Linked DNA regions of Sus scrofa: regions 1, 2, 3, 5 and 6 are each linked to region 4. A link is a contact called in public HiChIP or PLAC-seq data. All regions are on one chromosome and are shown on one strand. The core of a region is the stretch at or near the end of the contact, and the rest is flanking DNA. Distances in the headings are between cores, read along the strand shown.

Region 1 (2,764 bases), core at 149-2,648, 260 kb after region 4:
GCGGCGGCAGAAGGACTCGAGCGCCAGGAGAGGGCGGACGGGGGACAAGGAGGCTCCCGGGCGCGACGAGGAGAGTCTCGGAGGAGAAGGCGGCGTGAGGGACACCGGGGCCTCCAGCCGACGCAGCCTTGTCGGGGCGAGCAGCCCATAAGGGGAGCCCCGGCTCCCAGGGGAGGGGACACCGGCGGCCCCCGCGCTAGCGAGCGGAGGGCGAGAGCGCGCGACCCGCCAGGGGCCCGCCGCGGCCGCCGCGCCGCCCTCCCCCGCGCTGTCAGCCCCGCGGGGCGCAGCCGCCGCCGCAGCATCTTCTGCCCCTGCGCCCCCGCCAGCCCCGAGGAAGTCCCCGCCGAGGACTAGGGCCCCCGGGAGCTCAGGAGGAAAGACCAGAGACTCCTCCAAATCACCCAGATGCGAAGGATTGAAACAGCCTAGCCAAAGCTTTCTGTGGATTAAAAAAATACACGGCTTTTTTTTTTTTTCCCCCGAAGAAAAGGAGAGGAAGACCAGTGGGGCTCTGCAAGGAAAAAGGGGAATGTAACTCGTGGATACCTTTTTTCCACCCCTCAGACGTCTTGTTCTACTTTGTAAACATTTTCTTTTTTTAAACCCCAGCTCCAGCCAGACGCCCCCAGACCTCCGGGGTGCGAGGAGGTGGTGGTTTTCATTTTGGGCTTTGCGTATTTGGTTCTTAGATTTTGAGAGAACCTCCTTATTTCGCCAAACATCTCCTGCGGGGTGAAGTCCACTCGGCCCCCTCCCCCGAGTCTTCGTGTGCACGGAATTCAAGGAGATCCGGTTACTAAGGATATAGAAGAAAAAAATAAATCGCGTGCCTGCCTTTTTTTTTTTTTTTTTAATTGCCTCCTTCTCCCCACCCCCAAATTAAGTTGCTTAGGAAGGGGAAAAGAGGCTTTTTCCTCCCTCCGGCAGCCCAGCCGAACGCCTTTCTTTTTTTGCCCCCGCGGATCTTCCATGTAGGAAGCCAAGGCTGGCGAGCCCGACACTCGGGAGCCGCTGCGGGGGGGCCTCTTTTTGGGGAGGCGCCGACCGGGGTAGGCTTCGCCGCCCCCAGGGAAGCGGCGGCCGCGTTCCTCCGGGGTGCGCCGGGGCCCGAGAGCAGCGCGCGGCTCGGGCCGCGCGGGGTGGGGCAGCCGGAGCGCAGGCCCCCGAGCCCCGGCGGGCGCCTCCGGGCCCCCGCGCGCCCCCCGGCCTCCGGGAGACTGGCGCATGCCACGGAGCGCCCCTCGGGCCGCCGCCGCTCCTGCCCGGGCCCCTGCTGCTGCTGCTGTCGCCTGCGCCTGCTGCCCCAACTCGGCGCCCGACTTCTTCATGGTGTGCGGAGGTCATGTTCGCTCCTTAGCCGGCAAACGACTTTTCTCCTCGCCTCCTCGCCCCGCATGTTCAGGACCAAACGATCTGCGCTCGTCCGGCGTCTCTGGAGGAGCCGTGCGCCCGGCGGCGAGGACGAGGAGGAGGGCGCGTGGGGAGGCGGTGGAGGAGGCGAGCTGCGGGGAGAAGGGGCGACGGACGGCCGGGCACATGGGGCCGGTGGCGGCGGCGCAGGCAGGGCTGGCTGCTGCCTGGGCAAGGCGGTGCGAGGTGCCAAAGGTCACCACCATCCCCACCCCCCAGCCGCGGGCGCCGGCGTGGCCGGGGGCGCCGAGGCGGATCTGAAGGCGCTCACGCACTCGGTGCTTAAGAAACTGAAGGAACGGCAGCTGGAGCTGCTGCTCCAGGCCGTGGAGTCCCGCGGCGGTACGCGCACGGCGTGCCTCTTGCTGCCCGGCCGCCTGGACTGCAGGCTGGGCCTGGGGGCGCCTGCCGGCTCACAGCCCGCGCAGCCGCCCTCGTCCTACTCGCTCCCCCTCCTGCTGTGCAAAGTGTTCAGGTGGCCGGATCTCAGGCATTCCTCGGAAGTCAAGAGGCTGTGTTGCTGTGAATCTTACGGGAAGATCAACCCCGAGCTGGTGTGCTGCAACCCCCATCACCTTAGCCGACTCTGCGAACTAGGTAAGAAGTTGTTCTGCGCCCACCCACCTCTCCCCTTGGCGCTCAAGTAGTGAAAGAAAAGCCCCCTTCGGCTGTGTGTTTGTGCAGCTGTCTCGCCAGAGGGGAGAGTACATCCCCTCCTGGGAGAAGACTAGAGGGACAAAGGTAGAGAAGGGACTGGGGGGAACCTGGAAAGGCATTCCCTGGGGGTTCCCTTACAGTTTTTTTCTCCTCCTCTGTTTCCCCTAGCGGGGTTTTGGGCACTGCTCATGCACACACTCTACAGACCGGGGGTTAAAAATTAGATAGATTTCTCATTTCCGGATCAACCAAGGGGTGCAGAGAGAAGTGTGTGGGGGGGAGGAGGGGGGGTCACGCCTCCCCTGCACCCGGAAAGGCGTTGAGGTGTGTGGCCGAGTTGGATTCGGTCCAAGCCCGCCAAGGAAGGCTGGGAGAAGCAGTTGTAAAGACTGGAACGTCTCTGCCTGCTCCTTTAGTAAATAAGGAGAGTCCTGTCGGGCACAAGTGGCTGGGAAAGTGCCCTGTCCGGAGTAGCTTTGTGTTTTGGGGCGAAGAGAGTTTGATGGGCGGCGGCGCTGGATATCTGCTCTCAACTCTGCCAGCCCAGGGTGGAAGAGGACAAGCAGTCAGGAGAAGTTGGGTGCCCTCTGCTTTTTCCTTTCTTCCTGCACAGGAAAGCACAGTTCCTGACTGCAGAAGGGTCGGGCCCCAGCCCTCCCTGACGACACGGCCCCTTAACAGCTCTGGGGCCTGG
Region 2 (2,700 bases), core at 92-2,591, 290 kb after region 4:
GCGGGCAGCACAGATGAAAGAGAAACCCGCCAGAAGGCCCCCCCCCTTCCCCTCCCCTCCGCTGGGCGACCTCAATCCTCTGCCCCCGCCCAGCTTCCTCAGCCCACAGAGGCCCCCCATCCCTTGTCTGTGGGCCTGGCACCGGGGCAATTTGATCCCTAGGACCCTGTCCTCCTCCTCCCCCTCCCCCTGCCTCACCTCCCTGCTCCAGCGGGTGCCAGGTTTCAGGGGAGCTCCATGAAACAAAGTATTGTGAGGCTCCCCCAAGGGTCTCCCGAACCTTCCTCCCAGCAACTCTCGAGTCTTCCTTTCCAGGCCAATTTGTTGTCCCGAGTTGGGAGCATAAGCGATAGCTTATATTTCCAAACACCCTCCCCGCTCAGACAGGCAGGCAGGTAAGGGCTTTCTCCTCCCTCAGCAAACTTGGCTGCCAGGACATTTTTATTTACATGGATGTTATGGGTCTTTGGTGTAGCCTTCAGAGCTGAACTCCCTCGGCAAGAGGGTTCAAAGATTGCCAGCGCTCGCGAGTTTATTAGCAGTTGATGGATACTTTGCAGAAACAAGTTAATGCCTGACGAGTCACCTTCAGCTTGGAGCCCTGGTCCCTCTCGTTTTTCCATATGTTCCCGGGTGTGTGCTTGCAAACACACACACACACAGAGCACACACTCGAAGTGCGTTCACACTATGCTCATGGACACAGCCTCTCCCACACTTGAGCTTTAGAGATGCATGGGGGACGCAGGTGACCAAGTTTCTGGTGTTGATATTTCATGGGGTTGGGGTTGAGGGGAGGAAGGACCCCTCAGCTTTCCCCATTTTTGTAGCTGTCCCAGCCGGTGGGGTGTCTAGGGGATTGCCACTCAGGGTGGGTGTTGGTGGCTGCCTCGATGGGTAGTACATTTGTACAGACTTATTCATACATAGGATGCCTCCATGCAAGACTGGCTGCTGCTTTAAAAAAAAAAAAAAAAAAAAAAAAGTTAATGGAGCTGCCTGGTTTGGCTCCCAGGCCCGAACATGCCTAGAAACGTTGGAAGGAGTTGGCATGCTGAGCTGCCCTGGCTCCCCGGCCTGCGGGGATGGCGGGATGCGGGGCCTGAGCCCTCCTCCAACCCCCAGCCGCTGTGCCATATAACCCATCATCGCTTCCAAAAATCAAAAAGGCCTAACAGAGCAAAAGACACCTCCCGCCAACCCCTGCCTTCAACCCCAAGCCCCCCAGTAACAGAGAAGCAGGAGCTTACAGGGAGGGCGGGAGGAGGGCTCTGCCGCCGGCCCTGCTCTCCCCTGCCTTTCCCCATTTTTGTTAACAAATACAAGACTTCCGGTCTCCGCCCTGCCACCACAAACCGCAGCGTTCCTGCAGCCCGGCTGGGCTCGGGAGATTTATGGCTCCCAGTCTGAGGCCTACCCCGCCGGCTCCAGCTTGAGGAAGAGTCGGAATGCCAGCCGCCGGGGCCCCCTGGCTTCCATATATCCTCCCTTTTAAAAGACCTCCAAGCGCCTGTTCAGGAAAAATCACCTTAGCAGACTCACCCCAGCCTCCCCTGCTGGCTGCCGTGGGAAGAAAGCACGTCTAGGAAAGCCGGGGTGGGGCCTCCAGGGGCGGACAGAAGAAGGAGGGGGAGGACACCCAGTCTAGATGCTTCTGGGGAGGGAGGGGGAGGAGGAGGAGGAGGGTTCCCCCCCGCCAAAGGCATGGTTGTACCCACTTGAGACACACAATCTTCCATCTGGGCCGGAGGTAGTCGGGGCTGACACCAAGTTGCATGTTGTGACTTGGCGTGTTGACAGGAGCTCACCCTTTGTGTACAGAGCTGCCGGGGACAGACACACTGAGTTGTTTTTCTATTAGGAAGATAGGTATTTTTATCCCAAGCCACCTCCATTAAAGTTTCCCCCAGACAGTGCTCCCTGATGACCAAGGCATTGATCTGAGGACTGGGTGACAAGCACAGAGACTGTTTAGCAGGTGGTCCTGGGGTCAAGGTCTGGCTGTGTCATCCCTGGGGCCTGAGCAACAGACTTCCTGAGGCCAGGTTTTCTCATGAGGATGACAAGGGGCTGGAGCAGCTGGCCTGCAAGGTTCCATCCAGTTTAAAGGACTATAATTTTAGACCTGTCTAGAAGGCCTCTCCCAGCCCTAAAAGTAAGCCCTCCAACTAAGTTACTAAGTGGTCCTGGCTTCTGATTCTGCAGGGATGGGGCTTCCACTGGTAGGGTTGGTGTCCTGGGTTCCTGATAGGATGCGGGGGAGCAGAGGGATCAGGGACCCCCATGCTTTAGAGGCCCCGCTCTTCCATCACTGGGTTAAGATCTCCAAGCCCCCCATAGGGGAACTGTACAGCCTGTGGCACATCCAGTGCCCTATCATCTCTTTCTGTCTTGCACTGAGAAACAGTGGGCCTGGCGGCCCAGGAGTGCGGATGTGCACGTCATCTTGGTTTGGGAGGAAGAGGAAAATGCCAGTCCCCATCATCACCCACCATGTCTGCCATTTTGTCTTCTAGATTCCCAACTTCTTCTGGAGCCTGGGGATCGGTCACACTGGTGCGTGGTGGCATACTGGGAGGAGAAGACGAGAGTGGGGAGGCTCTACTGTGTCCAGGAGCCCTCCCTGGATATCTTTTATGATCTACCTCAGGGGAATGGCTTTTGCCTTGGACAGCTCAATTCGGACAACAAGAGTCAGCT
Region 3 (3,006 bases), core at 452-2,951, 370 kb after region 4:
TGTAGCCATGAGTTCAAAGGACCCTGCATTGGGCTTTGAGGGACCTTGGCTATGACTTCTATCAACACTTCCCAGCTTCTCCTTTAATGCCCTTGTCTTTCCTTCTGGAAGCCTTGCCTGTCCTTTTCTGTATTCACTGCCCTCTCTTAAAGGGTGGACACAAAATGCCCAAGGCAGCCCTGAGGTTTTACCTTCCAAGAAGGGGTCTCCTGAGGGCTGCATCACACCTTCCGGGGCCTCAATCAGCCCCTGGCCTGTATTTTGGGACTGCCTACTCCAGCTGCCAAGCTCTGAGCTTTCTGCATATTTTAAAATCCATTGTATCCTTATGCTGGTTTACCTGAGGTAAATATCATTGTCATTATCTTCCTTTTAGAGTTGCAGAAACGGAGTCACAGAGAGTGACATGAATGTCCAACGAGCACACGGGTAATGGAAAACCGGCTTGGAACCCAGGTCTCGTCTGCCTCCAAAGGCAAAGGACATAACTGCTGCCCCATGAGTAAGTCCCACATACACAAGGTTAATGGGGAGAGGTCAGCGAAAGGCGGGGTGACCGCACACCTGGTGTGCCTGGGATGGTCACAGTGTTCACCCCAAATAACTAGTAATGGCACTCCTTTGGGAATCTTGCATGATACCACTACACCAGTGGCACTGATAATGGCACTCCTTTGGCTCTCCAAAGTGCCCTGACTTGGATGATGACACTATAATCACCATATATTATAATATAGTCATATATTATATATTCTAGGTGATCAATAATCATATATTGTAATATACTCTTTCTATATTAAAGACAAGGGCAGCCCCCCACCTCTGCGACCCGACCAGACAGTACATCTCTGGCCTGGTGTATCATCTCTCCTCTTGGTACCCAAGCGCTCCTGTCCATCTCTGAGGAGCTTAGCAGATGAGGGAGAGAGAAGGGCTCTGAAGGTGACAAAATGCCCCTGCTCCCAGGGAGAGGTGGTTATCATGGCAGAAGGTCAGGACACCTGCCGCAAGGCCTCACTTGACCTCACCTGGGGCTGCCAGCGCGAACTGCTTCCCTAGGATGGGAGCCGGAACTGGATGGGACTATGGTAAGAGGTGCACGGTCTACCGCTCTCCGCTAGAGGGGCGGGGCCCTGGGCAGAGCAGATGAAGAAGAAGCAGATGGAAAAGCAGCTGTTCTCCAAACTTTCTCTGGGGGAGCCCAGCCAGGAGGGCTTGGCCCGGAGATAGCAGGTGGCACCTGGGACCATCATCCCCCCACGATAGCATCCTCTGGATGCCTCTCTGAAGGAATGACAGCATGTTGTGTCTGACCCAGTGTGTATGGCTCCCTGAGACAAGGAGAGGGGGTGGGCTAGCTGGCGGGGGGTACCCTGAGGCTTCAGGCATTGGGCAGACACCCCTCACCAGGTCAGTCTGAACTCATAGGTCCCTCCTGGTGCCCATCAGGCTGGGACCCCGGCCAGCATAAGGAGAGGGCAGAGCGGGGAGGACAGCCCAGATTGTCATCTGCTCTTAGGGGGGCCTCCCCTGACCCCTGGCCCTTGGCTTCCCTCAACCTCCACCCACCTGAGGCCTGGACTTGACCTTGTGGGTTTTGGTGGGGGCAGGGGAGGGTGTGAGAAGCTTCTCTGGTGGAGGGAACTAGCTGCCTGCAAAGGCATTTTCCGCTCTCTAAAGTAAACAATCAAACAGGAAATTAATCGAGAAACCCACATCAACGGAAGGTTCAGGTTGTGATTTTCACAGCCCCAGAGCCAGGAAATTCAAAGTTATAGTTCCCATAGCAACTCGCCCATAGAATCGGGGGCCCCACAGCCACTGGGCTGGAATGAGACCTTGGAAGGTCAACTAGGCCAGCTCCTTGCCTCCAGGAAGTGCAGCTCTACAGCAAGTTTGAAGGCGCCAGGGTAGTATTGCTCTTCTCCCAGGGAGCCTGGGACAATGTCAGGACCTGCAAGGCCTGGGCTTTACTTTCAGTTCTCAGTGACGAGCCTTGTAAACCCTGCAATCAGCTGATAGCTCTGAGCTTCCGTTTTCTTTTTAATTTTTTTCAAAATTATAGTTGATTTACCATGTTGTCAGTTTCTGCTGTACAGCAAAGTGATGACCCAATCATATATATATATATATATATATATATATATATATATATATGAATTCTTTTTCTTATATTCCATCATGTTCTATCACAAGTGATTGGATATAGTTCCCTGCGCTATACAGCAGGACCTCACAGCTTATCCATGCTAAATGCAATAGTTTGCATCTACTAATTCCAAACTCCCCGTCCATCCTACTCCCTCCCGCATCCCCTCCATGTCCATGAGTCTGTTTCTGTTCAGCTTCACTTTTCCATATCCCCATAACCATTATTCCTGTATCCCTGTGTTCTATAAATTAGAAATAAGATTTATGCCTGCAAGACGCTCAAGTGAGGGGCTGAGTGAGGCATACTTATTCTTACATCTCCCAGCCCTTGTTCTACTTGGGCCCATAACCACCCCCATCTCTGGACCTTGTGATTGGCCTTGACGCCCCCCCCCCACCCCCGCCTCCATGCTGTGGTTATTTTTCCTCCAAGAAACCTCTCCATTGATTGACAGGGCCAAAAGCTTTCAGCCAGCCTCCAAGGTGGCTACATTTTTCAGATGTCCTTGTCTCTTCAACTTGCCCTTCCACCCCTCCTGGACCAAATATATAATAGTAGCTCAAGCTGCACTTACTGCTCCCCTGACTGATAACCAAGTGGCCTGAATGGAACCAGAGGTAAGCTCCCCCCACCCCACCCCCCGTTCAAGCCTGTGGGGGGTTGTACGTCTTGGGTGGGGTTTTCTTTTGTGTGCGACTAGTGAGGAGTCCCGCCTGGCAGGAAAGGAGATAAGGGCGTTGGAGCTCCACTGAGAAGGAAACAGTCTGGAATCCTTCCCCGAGAGTCACCCTGCCCTCCCACCCGAGATGACCACGAGAGCCGGCTGGCCTTATCGGCGAGGTTCTGCAGCCCAG
Region 4 (3,071 bases), core at 89-2,588:
TTAATTTTTGCTATAGTTTTGATTTCTTTTTTCTTCACAGAGTAATAGTAGATTCAAGCTGTTCTCAAAAGGTTTTTAACCCATTTTCACAAAGCAAGCATTTATAGGCAGATTTTCAAGGTAACCCAAAGGATATATTTTACATTTTACTTACCACTGGGGGAAGAAAAAGTAAGAGCAATTAGCAACTGAATGTAATTTCCAGGAGTGACTAAAGGTCTCGTTTCTCCTCTAATGAACAATTGTGTCATCCTTCTAACTGAATAAACAAGCAGAAGCTTTCTGGGGGATTTAAAATTATAGTTACTATCCATGTATGTACATTTTTTTATCCAGGTGACATTTAGACAAACTTTAAAATGTTTGTTATTTTAAGTTTATTCTTGGTGTATCTGATGTTGATTCAGTTAATCCTTTTCCTTTGTGCATTTATTCTCAAGTAGCACACACTAGAAGCCAGTAGGAAGCTCCAGTCCCCTATTGCTCAGGGCAGTAGAAGTTTATTGTATGGTCTCTACATCATGGCACACAGTGGTTGTGGCCACACTGGGAATCTGCGCAAAGAGTGGTTGTGTCTGGTTGGAGTGAGTCCACCTTTTAGGATTTATATAATGTCCTTCAGCCCTAAACTTCCCCAAGCATGTTTGAACATAGGGATGCAACAACATATAATAGTATTTTAGTATCATTTCTGTAAAATATTAGAAAGTAAAAGAAATGTTGGCAAATTAATCTAAAACCAGTGCATACGTAGCTGCAGGTAATTTTACTTCTGAGTATGCAGTAAAAATAGTATATTTGGGGAGTATTTTTCATAGTTTAGCAAATCGTAAAGTAGCCTCTGGATTGCTCTTACTGGTCAGGTAGAGAGCATCATTGTGGATTAACAGGTCCATAAAACCCAACGTTCTGTTGACTTTGTAATTCTTGCTATTTTCTTGTTTTGAATAACAGTATATTACTGTAGCAGGCAAGACATGGAGGTGATATGTTGTGATAGTCTAGTTTAAAGAAAAGAGCTCAAGAACCACTTCCTTTTTTTTTTTTTTTTTTTTTTTTCTTTTTTTTTGGTCTTTGTGCCTTTTCTAGGGCCGCTCCTGGGGCATATGGAGGTTCCCAGGCTTGGGGTCAAATCGGAGCTGTTGCCGCCGGCCTACACCACAGCCACAGCAACGCGGGATCCGAGCTGCATCTGCGAGCTACACCACAGCTCATGGCAACGCCGGGTCCTTAACCCACTGAGCAAGGCCAGGGATCAAAGGCGCAACCTCATGGTTCCTAGCCGGATTCATTAACCATTGCGCCACGACGGGAACTCCAAGAACCACTTCCTTGATTTCTGTGCCTGGCACTAAGCAGCAAATGCAACCCAGGCTACCAATTTGCATGACTCTTGGTGTGATGATGATAAGAGTTTGTGGTATTTCCTGTTACCATAGTTTAAAGAAATTGTATTTCACTCTTGCTGTCTGGTTTTCTAGTCCCTCCCTTCCTCTTTTGAATCTAATAATGATAATAGAACCTGTTTATACAGCAAATCTATATACATTAATAACTTGTGGTTTCACTGAAAGATGATCCAGTTGAGCTAGAACCATGATGAAAACTAAGAGGCATCAGTTGCAAATTTGTGAATGTAACTCATGTACGCATCTTCTCCTTAAGTGAGATCAAAGTCAGTTTGGCTTTAATTGGCACTGCTTTTTACAACTAAGATGGTAGTGGTTCTGTTCTGCTGTCATGGGAATATTACCCCAAACAGTAAAAAGAACTCTTAAAATTATTGTTTTGTTAACTAACTCAGCCCTGGTGTATTTGTATTCTTGGATTTGAATTTGTTGGCATGGGGCTTAAATCACTGCTCTCTATGTACTGAGGAATGTATATACCTGTATGAGTCAGAAATGAATCTGACTAGGAACTATGAGGTTGCTGGTTCAAACCTTGGCCTCGCTCAGTGGGTTAAGGATCCGGTGTTGCGGTGAGCTGTGGTGTAGTTTGCAGATGCTGCTCGGATCTGGCATTGCTGTGGCTCTGGCATAGGCTGGCAGCAGCAGCTCCTGATTAGACCCCTAGCCTGGGAACCTTCATATACCATGGGTGTGGCCCTACAAAGACAAAAAAAAAAAAGAATTAAAAAGACTAAGTAGTCTTCTCATAGGGTAATGTGGCCTTATTTGTTTATAGCATGTGGAAATTTAACATGCCTCCCCATAACCAAAACCATAGAACTAACTTTCCCAATACGTGTTGCATTCTTTTGCATAATGAAGCTATATGTATTATCGTGTTATTCCTAATCTGGTTCTGGGGAGTGCATTCTCTGTTTTTGTATATTTAGAGAAGCTGATTTTCCCTCTTACATAATCAAATGGTGTTTCTTCTGATGACTTATACTTGTATAAATGCAGTAGTTATTTCCTTGCCTATTAATATTTGTTATTCAAATATTTTTCTGAGGTGAGTTTAGTTTTCATTTTATTATTTTTAGATATGTTATCATTAAAAATATCTTTCTGGTGCCATCCTGTTTCAGCTTTGAATTTTAATTCATTGTTGTTTTAAATAAGCCATCATGTTCCAAAATTACAGCATTGGGAGTTCTTTTGTGGCTCAGCATTGTCAGCAACATGGCTCAGATCATTGCTAAGTATCTGGCATTGTCACTGCAACAGCTTGGGTCGCTGCTATGATGTGGGTTCAGTCCCTGGCCTAGGAACTTCCACATGCAGTAGGTGTGGCCAAGAAAGAATTACAGTGTTATCTAGAACTAATTATCTTCCTTTTTGAATGTAAAATCCCCCTGAAAAAAACATAAAATGCAAATGAAGTTTTTTTCATATATTAGTTCATTAGACTGGCTCACTTAATATCACTTTGGCTTAAAAGAGCTGGATTTCTGTGGGATGTTTTGTTTTTCTGATTTTTCTCTGTAGCAGATATCTCTGTCCTTATTGTCAGTGAGGACAAACAGAGTTTGGGCAAGTTGTAGCTGAGAGAAGCACAGTAAAACCAGTGTTGCAATTCACCCATTTCCCTCCCAAGACGTATCATAATACTCTAATTTTGTG
Region 5 (2,883 bases), core at 270-2,769, 430 kb after region 4:
CACAGGGAGCCAAGGAGTCTGTGTGGCCCCGCCAAGTCAGCCCGGAGGCCCGGAGGAGGGAACCCAATCCGAGGTGAGGTGGAGCCGCCCTCCTGTGCCAGCCCTAGGAGCTGCCGCCTGCAGCTTCCCAGAGCCCCTGGCATCTGACCTGTGGCCCTCTGGGTGCCCTGGGGGCCTGGGATCCAGCCAAGGAAGAGAAAGCCAGATGCCTGAGAGGGCCTGGGGGGTGGGTGGCGCTCATGCCCCCCGGGCGCTGCACGCTTTAAATAGCTCAGCTTCTCTCAGCCTAGCAGCCCGCCAGCTTCTTCTTACACTTTCCACACCAGAGACGGCTGATTTCTGGGTCTGGATGGGGAGCGGGTAAGAGGACGGGGTGACCTGGCCTCCATGGGCAGCGGAGTTGAGGAAGGAAAGCAAAGTTCCCTCTGTTCCTCTACAGCTCGTGGGACTTCATCCTCCAGGCCAGGCAAGCATCCTCAGCCCCTGATGGGTGAGGGCCTCATAAGCTCTCCTGTCTCCCAAGGGAGACGTGTGTACCCAAGCCAGGCCACACTCTGCTCAATAAACCCAAGACCAACACCCACATCCCAGAGAGCCTCCATGGCCTCCCTCCCTGCCCCAGGTCCGATTCCCGCAGGGCCCACTCTTGGTGGGGCCATGACCCACCACCGCCCCAGAACCTCCTGGGGCCCCTGCTCCTTCCTGCTGCCCCCGCCAGGCTCCTCTAGCCCGGCTCTGTCTTTGGCAGCCTCAGCATTCACCAGTCCAACCATCACAGCTCCTTCTGTTTAGGTGGCACTTTACAGTTTACAAACTATCTTCACAGCCTCATTTCATAAGAACTTTCCAACCACCCCGCACAATGCACAGGGTAGATATAAATAATCCCCCTTTTAGAGCCAACGAGACCAAGAGCCAGCGAGATTAGGGGATATATCTGAGTTCATAGGTCAAATCACTGATACAATCGAGACCGAAACCCAGGCCTTAACCATGTGCCCTGTACGAAGAATGTCCCCTCTTGCCGCGCCCCTCCCCTTCTCCCACTGTCTGGCAAGAGGGGACAGAGGAACATTGACAGGAACACAAGACAAGGGTGAGGGAGGGCAGGGTCACACGTCTTCTCTCCCAGGCCCTGAACCCTGCTGCTGGCTCCATAGGTCACTTTCACAACCCAGGACAAAAATCTCACTAGATACGGCCTCAGACCGCCTGGCTCCAGCCACCCTCGCCGGCAGACGCAGACACACAGAGAACAGGCTGTTATCTCTCCTCTCCAGCCCGTTTCCTACACTTCTCACACAGCAGATTTCTTCCAGCCTGGCTGCCTCTCCCAGTCACCACCCACAGCCACTGGCCCCTGGGGCCTGGCCAAGTCCCCTAGACAGTGACGCCGAGTCCCTGCTATCAGACAGTCGCCTCTGCCCTCCCAGCCGCCGCCCCCAGAGTTCCCTGGAAATGTCCCTTCTGCAGGCCCGGCCCCCACGGCGACGCATGGCTTTGTCTGCACACACAGCTGACTTGTGTTTGCAGGGACAGACAGGGGCTGGCGCTGGGGCCAGAGCCAGGAGGCGCTGGGAGGGTAGGGCAGACGACGGGGAAAACACAAAGTCCAGAGAACAAACTGTTGCAAGCAAGCCCTCTGGGGTCATTTGGGAGCCTGACAGCAAGGAGGGGGCTGGCGAAGCCAGAAGCTCCTCGAAGACAGGGATGGGGTACTTTACAAAGATACTTCGTCTGGTCTGAGTACAGCAAAGCTGTGCCAGCCAGGAAGGGTAGGTTGACAGAGGTGGGGGCCTGGGGACAGATGGCAGGGAGAGACAGGGCCTTGAGACCATCTACACTCCTTTCTCTGAAGCCCCACCCCAGCGCTCTGCCCCCTAGGTATACAGCGGGTGCTCTATAGGTGCTTGTTAAGCTCAGTCAGCCTCCAGCCATCTTGCCCCCATGGGGTTCTCATTCCAACCAGCTCTCAAGCAGGCTGCCTCTTCTGTCGGGGCTGGAGGGAGAGGAATGGGGCACCCGGGGCAATGCACCAGCACAGTATGTTTTTGAACTTCCCTTTTATAAGGCAGAAGAGCCACAGTGTCTGCGTGGTCACACCACGATTACAGGGAGAGGATGTGCACGCACCCCGGGCCACAGAGGCGCACAGGGGAAAGAGCTGTAGTAAGTGTCCCTCGCCTTCCCGCAGCCCCTCTTCCGACTTTGTCTGTTTTGAACTCTGGGCTACTTAACCAGATTCTGAAATGAAGCCACAGCTGCTGAAATGCATAGGGGTCATAATAAATCAAGCTTGGGGGTGGGGAAGGGAAGTTTAAAAAAAAAAAAAAAAAAAAGGCAAGGCATGGCAGCAGCAGGGAAGAAGGCTTTTCACAGTGTGGCTCCTTCTCCGGAGTGACACTCTGGGCTGGGTGCCGGGGAAACCTTAGAAGGGCTCCTTTGGGATTGAGCAACCAGGCTGCCTCGGCTCACACCCCAGGGTCCTCACTTCTTAATAATTTAGAATGTCAGAAATGAGACAGCATGCAGGCGTGCATGCTCTGTCTTCCTTTTGACTTTGCGGGCCTCATGTCCTGTCCTCTCAGGCTTGGTGGGCAGTGAGGAGTGGACCAACTAGTTGAAGATGCCGCCACTCCTTCCTCTGGCTTAGACAGGTGACAGAGGCTTGAAGCCTCATCTGAGACATGATCCACTTCCTCTGTGGCCAGGGCCTGTCATAGGAGACTTAAACTGCCCCTGACCATGGAGCTGCCAACAAAGGGGCACTCACAGATGCCCATGTGCCCAGGGCATCAGAAGCGCCCACTCAACAGGACCCACTGTAACTCAGAGTTGCAGCCTCCAGCCCCTGGGACTGCCAAGTGGAGCAAATCAAACTGA
Region 6 (2,961 bases), core at 359-2,858, 390 kb after region 4:
CTATTTATGGCAAAAACAGAATCAATTCCACAAAGATCTACTTGGCTTCCACCATTGAGCAGGCACTGGGTGTGCATGAGAATAGAATAAGAGCAGCTCACGTTCTGTTTGTGAGGTGGTTAGGAACGGAGACTTGGATTCTGATATCAACTCTGCTGCCCGCTAGCTGTGTGGCTGTGAGCAAGCTGCCTGACCTCTCTGTTCTCTGGAAAATGGGGAGAAAAATCTTTAGGGTGTCACTTGAGTTAATAGACAAATGAAGGCATGAAGTGCTTTGGATAATGCCTTCCAGCATGCTATTGTCATTACTAAAAAATACCACAGGGTGATGTCAAAAGGATGGGATGCACTGCCTCCCTCGGAGGTGTACTTGGCTGGGGGTGGGGACAGGGGCACCTCCAGAGGAGGTGACCTGAGCTGGGCCTGGGAGGAGGTGTTTCAGGGCCAGGAAGACAGAGACTCCAAGGATGGGGTCCAAGATTTCAAGCCTGAGTGACCGAGAGAACATTAATTCAACTAGGTCAGAGTGTGGAAGGAAATGCCCGGGGAAGTCATTCTGGGGCAGGGTGGATCTCAGAGCTGGGTGTCCTCCAGCCTGAAGGGGCTCAGGGTCTAAGCACATGCTCAGTCTGAGTGAGCCCTGGGTGCAGTGAAAGTGACCTCCATGAGCAAGAAGTCCCCAAGACTGAGGATTTTATATCTTCCCCTGGACTTGTTCCAAAGATGGTACCAAGATGGATGGTGGGTCTCTGTTTGACTCTGGGGCATCAAGGGAGGAGGAGCAGGGGATGCCATGGGGGGTGGTACCAAAGCAGAGGATGGAGTGGACGTCTTATGATGGTGAGAAAAGGCAACTGGGATGTCCCCGCCTGGCTGCAGGGGAGCAACTGGGGTGTCCTGGGGCTGAGGCTGGGCCACATTAGGATGGGGACTGAACAGGAAGGTTTGGGGCACCACAGGCACATCCTGGGGGAGGGCTCCAGGCTTGACTTGGGATGTGCCTAGTGGGCAGCTGGAGATGCCAGCCTGGGGGTGGTTCAGAGAGTTGGGAGGACCCCAGGGCAAGGCGGGCCCTGGACATTTGGGGTCAGCCATCTGCGTGGCCCCCTGGGGAAGAGCCTAAACTTGCCCCTCATGGAGAAAGGCAGCAGCAGTGACTATGGCTTGTAGAAACTTCCTAGAGCTGGCTCAACCTGCTTTGGGGACAGGGGTCAGGCCTGCTTATGAGTGTATGAGGTAATAAGGTACAGGAGGCAGAGATGGACTCTAAGAATTCAGGGGTCTCCCCAGGCGGCCTCAAGCAGATAGCTTGGCCCACGGGATGGTGGTTTCCTCTTTTGCGAAATGATGAAAGCCACTGATGATTTAGTTACTCTTCTGGTTTACTGTCAGCCTGGTGTGGGGGGGGGGTGTCTGTGTGACCCTGTCCCAAGAGTTTACTGCAGCGAACAAGTCAGAGGAGGCTCCTTATTTCTGGCCTGTGCAGACCTCTTGGCACCTTCCGGATTTCACACCAGAAGGTTCGCACTACCTCAGGTGGCGTCAGAAGTGTCCTGACAGCCAGGGCCAGTGCTCAGCTGGGGCCCTGCTTCCTGCTTGGGGGAGCAGGTGACAACAACACCAAGAGGTGCCCAGATCACACAGAGGAAACATGTTGGGGTGATCCAGGTCACTGCCCTAGAACAGTGCTGCTCCCTGCCTGGAGGTGGGCTGTCGGGGGCGCAGGGCAACTCACCCAAGGATGGGAGGACCCCCGAAGGCCATCCGGGCCAGCCCCCTGCCTCCAAGAGGGCTGCCTTCAAAGCATCCCAAAGGGATGCAAAAAGCATAGCCATGGCCTCTCTGTGCAGCAGTTGCACTGAGGCCAGTTTGAGTGAAATCAATTTGGAAGAGGCCATTGTCTGCAGCTGAGAAACAAGTCTGAAATCAAGTACAGTTGTCAAGAAACTTTGGCGATGTGGCGTAGCAGAGGCTTAGGGGGTCACGAAACACCCAGCAGAGGTCTGTGTGCTCTGCTTTTATGTGCACCCACGCGGTCTGGAGACAACGAGCTATTTTCTGATAAATGCTTCAAAAACATTTACAAACACCCCCTCCCTTCTCTTGAATTGCTCTCTTTTCTTCCTTTCAGAAGCACAAAAAATGGCTCTTGATGGCATACCTCCCCTTTAGCTGACAATTCCCTCTCCCTGGGGTCTTTCACGGAAACACTTCTCCAAAAGCTTGTCTGCATGGGGTTCCTCACCTTCACTGACTCCCCAGCGCTGCCGAGGTAGCTTTTGCGCTCACTCCACTGACACCATGGGGTCCCTGACCTCCTTGTTGCCAAACCCCGGCCACTTCTCCGTCCCGGTCCCCTTGATTCCCCTGAGGTCGCTCCTCCTGACATCTTGGGACCAGCTGCTGAAAGTGGGAGGGGACAGCACCTGGGAGGGGTGGTCTGGCCCCGCCCCTGAGGGAGGAGCGCTGTGACCATTGGCGCCCTCCTGGCTTCTTTCCAGCCTTCTCTCCTCCACTCCCCCAGCGCACCCTATCTGGTCCCCAACACCAGGTACACGCTGACCCAACGCTCAAGCCTGTGTCGCTAGGGCCAACCTCTTCTGGATCATCAGACACATCAGACAATTCCATTGGAGCAGCAGAGGGACAGCTCCCTGGGGATGGAAAACAGGCCACCCAAACTCCTGGTTGCCATTCCCACTCTATCTGCTTCCAGCTTCCTCATCCCAGGAAACGGTGCCAGCAGGCTGGTAAAGGAGGATCCCGAACGCTCCCTCCCTTCTCTGTATCTCTGGTCAGAAGTCCTGCTGGTTCTAACACAAAGATACAACTGGAAGGCACATGGCCTTCCCCCTCCTCTTTCATGACTGTTTTGAGCCACCAGCCTCTCACTTGGACCCAACAGCTTCCACGTTTGCCCCTTCAAGTCTACCCCCTCTCATAGGGTTATTATGGGCAGGG

Evidence for each region. HiChIP or PLAC-seq counts read pairs in DNA pulled down with a chosen protein or histone mark.
Region 1: a contact with region 4 is called in an H3K27ac HiChIP or PLAC-seq map of alveolar macrophages. The contact joins the promoter of SMAD7 here to the enhancer-like site in region 4. A contact is called at or near these places in 1 of 5 promoter capture datasets (liver), 3 of 47 Hi-C or Micro-C datasets (embryonic fibroblasts, fetal heart ventricle and liver) and 2 of 2 datasets of contacts at active chromatin or transcription factors (alveolar macrophages and skeletal muscle).
Region 2: a contact with region 4 is called in an H3K27ac HiChIP or PLAC-seq map of alveolar macrophages. The contact joins two enhancer-like sites. A contact is called at or near these places in 1 of 47 Hi-C or Micro-C datasets (embryonic fibroblasts) and 1 of 2 datasets of contacts at active chromatin or transcription factors (alveolar macrophages).
Region 3: a contact with region 4 is called in an H3K27ac HiChIP or PLAC-seq map of alveolar macrophages. The contact joins two enhancer-like sites. A contact is called at or near these places in 1 of 47 Hi-C or Micro-C datasets (embryonic fibroblasts) and 2 of 2 datasets of contacts at active chromatin or transcription factors (alveolar macrophages and skeletal muscle).
Region 5: a contact with region 4 is called in an H3K27ac HiChIP or PLAC-seq map of alveolar macrophages. The contact joins two enhancer-like sites. A contact is called at or near these places in 1 of 47 Hi-C or Micro-C datasets (embryonic fibroblasts) and 2 of 2 datasets of contacts at active chromatin or transcription factors (alveolar macrophages and skeletal muscle).
Region 6: a contact with region 4 is called in an H3K27ac HiChIP or PLAC-seq map of alveolar macrophages. The contact joins two enhancer-like sites. A contact is called at or near these places in 1 of 47 Hi-C or Micro-C datasets (embryonic fibroblasts) and 1 of 2 datasets of contacts at active chromatin or transcription factors (alveolar macrophages).

The regions. Positions count from the first base shown.
Region 1 is chr1:98,540,949-98,543,712 of Sscrofa11.1, reverse strand. It overlaps SMAD7 (SMAD family member 7), which reads left to right and starts at 1,398. Exons shown (of 4, transcript NM_001244175.1): 1 at 1,398-2,010. The coding sequence starts at 1,398.
Region 2 is chr1:98,514,637-98,517,336 of Sscrofa11.1, reverse strand. It overlaps SMAD7 (SMAD family member 7), which reads left to right. Exons shown (of 4, transcript NM_001244175.1): 4 at 2,517-2,700. Among named protein-coding and RNA genes, the nearest start is that of SMAD7, 26 kb to the left of the region's middle. Within about 2 kb of position 1,341, at least 37 of the 83 cell types and tissues checked have an H3K27ac peak or open chromatin away from gene starts, as enhancers often do. A contact at or near this core is called in alveolar macrophages, where this site is marked.
Region 3 is chr1:98,433,461-98,436,466 of Sscrofa11.1, reverse strand. The region is part of intron 10 of CTIF (CBP80/20-dependent translation initiation factor); the gene reads right to left. Among named protein-coding and RNA genes, the nearest start is that of SMAD7, 110 kb to the left of the region's middle. Within about 2 kb of position 1,701, at least 35 of the 83 cell types and tissues checked have an H3K27ac peak or open chromatin away from gene starts, as enhancers often do. A contact at or near this core is called in alveolar macrophages, where this site is marked.
Region 4 is chr1:98,803,923-98,806,993 of Sscrofa11.1, reverse strand. All of the region lies in intron 13 of DYM (dymeclin), which reads left to right. Among named protein-coding and RNA genes, the nearest start is that of DYM, 220 kb to the left of the region's middle. Within about 2 kb of position 1,338, at least 2 of the 83 cell types and tissues checked have an H3K27ac peak or open chromatin away from gene starts, as enhancers often do. A contact at or near this core is called in alveolar macrophages, where this site is marked.
Region 5 is chr1:98,374,432-98,377,314 of Sscrofa11.1, reverse strand. All of the region lies in intron 9 of CTIF (CBP80/20-dependent translation initiation factor), which reads right to left. Among named protein-coding and RNA genes, the nearest start is that of TRNAD-GUC, 150 kb to the right of the region's middle. Within about 2 kb of position 1,519, at least 51 of the 83 cell types and tissues checked have an H3K27ac peak or open chromatin away from gene starts, as enhancers often do. A contact at or near this core is called in alveolar macrophages, where this site is marked.
Region 6 is chr1:98,410,253-98,413,213 of Sscrofa11.1, reverse strand. All of the region lies in intron 10 of CTIF (CBP80/20-dependent translation initiation factor), which reads right to left. Among named protein-coding and RNA genes, the nearest start is that of SMAD7, 130 kb to the left of the region's middle. Within about 2 kb of position 1,608, at least 1 of the 83 cell types and tissues checked has an H3K27ac peak or open chromatin away from gene starts, as enhancers often do. A contact at or near this core is called in alveolar macrophages, where this site is marked.